Linked DNA regions of Aedes albopictus: region 1 is linked to region 2. A link is a contact called in public Hi-C data. All regions are on one chromosome and are shown on one strand. The core of a region is the stretch at or near the end of the contact, and the rest is flanking DNA. Distances in the headings are between cores, read along the strand shown. Region 1 holds the start of LOC134291160 (15-hydroxyprostaglandin dehydrogenase [NAD(+)]-like). Region 2 holds the start of LOC134284094 (DNA repair protein complementing XP-C cells homolog).

The links. Hi-C and Micro-C count contacts between places; a contact is called where the count stands out from the background.
Region 1: a contact with region 2 is called in a Hi-C map of embryo, with 8 times the contacts expected there. The contact joins the promoter of LOC134291160 here to the promoter of LOC134284094 in region 2. A contact is called at or near these places in 2 of 3 Hi-C or Micro-C datasets (embryo and whole body).

What each region holds. Positions count from the first base shown.
Region 1 is chr3:84,406,341-84,409,040 of AalbF5, reverse strand. It overlaps LOC134291160 (15-hydroxyprostaglandin dehydrogenase [NAD(+)]-like), which reads right to left and starts at 1,328. Exons shown (of 4, transcript XM_062858535.1): 1 at 840-1,328; 2 at 624-747. The coding sequence starts at 932.
Region 2 is chr3:83,534,685-83,537,604 of AalbF5, reverse strand. LOC134284094 (DNA repair protein complementing XP-C cells homolog) reads left to right here and starts at 1,294. Exons shown (of 5, transcript XM_062842379.1): 1 at 1,294-1,917; 2 at 1,975-2,920. The coding sequence starts at 1,601.

The DNA.
Region 1 (2,700 bases), core at 79-2,578, 870 kb before region 2:
TTGAGGTGGAAAATGTTTTCCGTTTTTGCAGAAACCATTTTTTTGTGAAATTTTATTCAAAAATGGTTTCTGCAAAAACGAAAAACATTTTCCACCTCAAAAAATTCAGAAGATACCTTGATCCATACTCAACATGTGCACGAAAACCGATTTTGAAAATATTGCTTCGTTAATTAATAAAAAACCAAAAACCAAAAAGTGAGGAAATGCTTCCAGTTTTGCCTTAAGGTTGAAGGATTCGTCATTGATGTCATCGTAATCATTGAAATTTAAAAAGCAGTTTCCTCGTTCAAAACACAAATGTTCGTTTCGAAAATGTATTCACCGCGTTCTAGATGGAAAATGGAATGCAGTGAATACATTTTCATAACGAATATCTGCGTTGTGCACGAAAAAACTGCTTTCGAAATTTCAATGATGACGATAATATCAATGACGAATCCTTCAACATTAATTGCAATAAATAATAATAAGTCTCACCCATATATTTTTTTAAATGTTATAATCCATTTATGAGGCATGTAAATGGCATGTTTTGGATTTTTTTATGCAAAAGTCTCACCATTTTTCATAGCTATAAAAATTAATTAATTGCAATTTAAGCTATTCAAATCTAACGTTACCTTCAAACTGAATATAATCCGTCACGTCACAGTGGCAAAAGAGGGCCCGGTTCGCCCCGAACTCATGCTCCAATTCCTTGGCGGTCAGCTCACCGGCATCCGAATCAAGATCACAAATGGAAACCTAGAACAAGGGCATGAAAAAAAAAACAACGAAAAATGAAATCACAACCCGGAAGTCTACGGCCATGTCACGAAACTTCCTCAAGCACCTACCTTAGCGCCATGTTTCAAAAGTTCCTCGCAAAACGCTCGGCCTAGGCCTGTTGCCGCTCCCGTGACCAGTGCAACTTTATTCCTCAAATCCATGTTTTTCGGGTATTATTGGTTTTTTTTTCAGAATTAGATTCTTGGAACCTAACTTCAATTTGGATGACTTTCTCTGCGAGAAAAGTGAATGAACTGTACTATTTTCATTCACCTCTGCTGTGCAGCAAAAGCAGCAGAATCAATAAAACCAATCCTTTATGAATCACTTCCACTTCCTGGTTTTTCTCGCCAGTTTCACTAGAGCACTTTAGCACAATTCCAAGATATCACGCGAGAGTAGGGTTTGTTATTTTATACTTTTCATGCATTCAATAGTTTTGCTGGAAATTTAAACTTATTTTCTTTACGATTGAAAATTTACGCCCATGACACTGGCCGAGCGCCCTATGTCCTTGTGTGTACAACATACACCGTGTCTGTCTGTTGTGCGGATTTAAAGCATAAACCCCCACCCCCACCCACATCTACACCGTTGGCGTTGGATGGTTGGGTACGTTTGTTTTCTATCTCGTAGCATACCACCCACTCCCAGCAAGCGGTGTCCTTGCTCTCTCTCTCTCCCTCTCTTTTTAGTCATTTCCCTTTTGGGGTAGACTTGGAGGAAAAGCTACGCGCAGACACATTCAAAAGCGGAAGCAACACCTACCGTCAGTTTGGGTAAAATTGGCCGAGAATGATTGGGGAGAGTGGCGTGTGTTTGGGATACGTTTTTGGGAGCGTCTTGGTAGCGATTCTAAGCATAAACCATGGGCGAACATGGCAGGACATTTATTTTTGTGAAGACATATTGAAGACATATCGAATTATGTGAATACATTTTAAAGTTTCCCATGAATTCCTTCAGGGATTCTCGAAGAACTCCTCCAAGAGTTTCTTGGGAAATCCTCCAGGAGTTTCCCGATAATTCCTCTTGGAGTTCATCGAGGATTCCTTCAGAAATTTACCGAGAATTTCTTCAGTAGTTCTTCGGGAATTTTTCAAGGAATTCCTCGAGAATTTCTTCAAGATTTCCTCGGGAATTCCTCCGGAAGTTTCTTTTGAATTCCCACAAGAATTCCTCCATAGATTCCCCGGAAAATCCTATAGGAGTTCCCCGGAAAATCCTCCAGGAGTTCTTCAGGATTTCCTCCAGAAGCTTACCGAGAATTTCTTCAGTAGTTCGTCGGGAATTCCTCCGGGAGTTCCTCCGGAATTCCTCCAGGAGATTCTTAAGAATTCCTCCAGCAACTTCTAGGGACTCCGAGTCGGGAGTTCTTTGGGAATTCCTCCAGGAGTTCCCCTACCAAGGCCGAAAACACCCCCTCTGCCGGTTCAAACACCAACAGTCGTAACGAACATCAAAGTTCCTGCAGAAGTCCCTTAAGAAAATCGTCCTAGAGAAGTGAAGAAAAAAAATTACCCATGCGAACTTCAAATATATTTAAAAAATACTTCCCAGGCATCAAAAAACGGTAAATTTTGGGTTTCGATTCATGTTTAGGTCGAGATTCCTGTTATGCAATAATCTGGATACCCTTGAAGAACCGAATTCCTGAAGAAGTTCTCCGGTAACTCCCGAGGATTTCTAGAGAAATTGCCTGGAATTCTCGGGGGACTCCAGGAGGACTTCTCGGGTGAATTGACGAAATTCTCGGGAAGTTCTCGGAAAAAATCCTTCTTGAGATCATAGGGAAGTTCTCTAGGAATTCCTCCAGAAGATCCTCAAGAGAAATCCTCGGGAGGTTTCGACAACCTCCTGTAGTGATTTTCGGGAAACCTGGAAGAATTCACGAGGAACTCCTGTGCGAATTTCAGTAGAACTCCTAGA
Region 2 (2,920 bases), core at 45-2,544:
CTCATTTTTAGCGTACATGCATTATAAATGTTTATTTACAATGCAAAACTATCAACAAATGTGTGCTTAACAACGTAGCGTAAAATATTCACCAGGATGCTGTCTGTTTAATACCTGTGAGCCCACGCAAGAAAAATCTACACAGAAAAAACTGTTGTGTAATATTACATCTGAACTGCTGCAACCCGATCATTCCGTCGGTTGCATGAATATTACACAGGACGATGTAGACATAAGAACAAAAGATTTTACATCAAAACGATGTAATCGTACATAGGAATCGTGATTACATTGATTATTATGTACATCGGAATGAGTTACATCGGGCGGGTTGCATTTATTTTTTGCTGTGTACGCAACTAATTTTCGCGCAGGAGTCTAAACAGGTGGAATCTCCGCAATAAGAACATGACGACATTCACGTAATTGAACTATTTTCTACTGAAATCCGTTTTCTGCGGAAGCATTGTCATGTGCGATTTGAATGAGTTTAAGCTCAATCCTATGCGAATCATTTTTAGCGTCAAACAAAAACGCGCACGAGAGACTCCCAGCATGTGATAGCAAACGTTGTTCAAATTCTCCTGTAGAACGGGTTGATCTCACACATTTACACCTCCAGCCGTATACGAACATCCGACCTATTGCAGTGTGTTGGGGCGTTCATATATGGGAGCTTGTTCAACAGAAAAAGTTGAACTACGGTGCGGTGTGCTTGTTTTGATTCTCAGCCGTTACACGGTGGGTATAGTTGGGCGACTGTCTTATAGTGGTGGGATGGGTGGTACGCCCCAGATTTTTTGTTCTAACGGAGATGCAATGTATTGAAGTCTTGTAAAAACATTGTCTTTAAGTTTCTGTGTTAATATAACATTTAATCCATATCATTTAGGTTAAATTTAAATGACAAAGACTGGGATGGTGAAACAATTCCTATTTATTTTCTTCCAAATCGAATACCTGTGCAATGAACCGGTTGAACACGCCGACGAGACGCCTCTGACTAAATACACCATGCAATAAGGCTTCAGGGACAGTTCGTCGAACTGAGTTGATTATGGTATATGAGACTCGGCCCTCCGGGCCTCGGATCAAAAGTCGGTTTTTCGAGCGATATTTATGGATGTAAGAAGGGTAAAAAACAGTAGGCTGGCAGTACGACACGAGTACGACCTGAGAAGTACGACGTTTGCCGGGACAGCAAGTGCGAATATGAGAGTGCGAATAAAATCCAGTTAAAATCAGATAGAATCAATGAGAATATTTTTTCCTGTGCGTAGTTTTTGGGCACAAGTTGCGTAGACCACTTGGACCGATTCCTAATTCATCCAAATTTGCGCGCGTTCAAGTGAACCTGAATGAACCGCATGATGAACACTCGTTTCTGCTTTCATCGCTTTCATGAATCAACATGTAGCATAAACAGTATCCTTTCGAAGGAAGTTTATGCTGTCCGTACTGTTCGCTGGCCCGCAGGGCATCTTGTAGAAGTAATCACGTTTTTCTGCGTTGTTTAAGTGACATTATTTAGATTGATTTCATAAGTGTTTTAGTTAGGAATTGTTTCACATGAGTGACTATTTTGTGTTGACTTCGAACAATGAATCGAGCCCGGCGCAGCACAGCCGTTTACAACAAAAAGACCCCTAGAAGGCGGGAGCAGGTTAGTGACGATGATTTCGAGAGTGATGGGTTTTCGGACGAGCCTGACGATGATGATGGGGACTTCTCGGCCAGCGAGGAAGAGTGGCTTCCGGGAAAGGATAAGGAAGGCAAGAGCGATAGTGCAGAAGGGCAAGGAACCGTATCGGATGAAGACGAAGACGAGGAATCGGAAGGGGTGTCGGAGAATGAGGAGGGAGGTTCAGGAAGTGACGAGAGTGTGGTAGCTACAGGAAAGAGCGGAGCTAAGAAAAGGTAAATTAGTGGGAGAATAATATTTTGAGATTGTTCATTGATCTGCTTGAGTTTTAGGACGTCGAAGCCGTCGAACAACCCATGGCCCAAGAAGAAACGGCTTTCGCCAGCAACGAGAGACGAACTGTACAAGCGTACCAAGAAGAACTTGCTTAGGGAGGTGGACCCAGAATTACCCTCTTTGAACTCCAGTCTGTCGGATATCCTGAAGCAGTGTCAGTTCCAGAAGAAGAGAGACTTCTCCCACTGTTCAAAGCGAGAACCCGCCAAGGTGACCAAGAAAGCAAAGGGCGAAGATGACTCAGACAGTAGCGGTGACGATCACTTGATGAAACCGGAGGAGTTGGATTTGTCTTCCAAATTTTTCGATAAGGTTGACACGACAAAGCAGCGCCATTCGGAAGAAGCTGCTCCGCAGTTCGATTGCAATGCAAGGATGCGGTTGTCGGACAGTTCGGAGGATGACGAGCAAGCAGAGGAATCGATACCGGCGTCCATTCAGAAAGTGGCCGCACAACAGTTGATCAACAAGATAAACGAGTCGTCAGGCGAGTTTTTGAATTTTAACAATTTGGGAGAGTTCAACAAGAAGATAGAGGAGGCGAAGAAGATGCTGAAGGAGTATCAAGCGAAGGAGAGTCAGGCAGATTCTGAGAATGCGGCTGGAGAAGACGTTTCAAATTTATTGGCTCTGGGTGAGGCGGAGGCTGGCACCTCACCTGGTGGGAGGGCAGATGCTGGCCAACAAAATGAGGAAGCGAGTGAAGAATCTGATTGGGAAGAGGTGGAAGATGCCGCCAAAAGTCAGAGCCAGCCGACGGGGCAATTACCGGAGGACTATCATATAACGGTGGAAGTTGAGACGGCTAAGACTAAAAAGAAACGATGGGAGGAGATTGAGATGGAACTGTACATCAAGCGGCAGATCAATAAGGTCAAACGGGCGAATCAACTAGCATTCCACAAGAGTAGCGTTCTCTGCACGATCGCAGGAGGGAAGAAG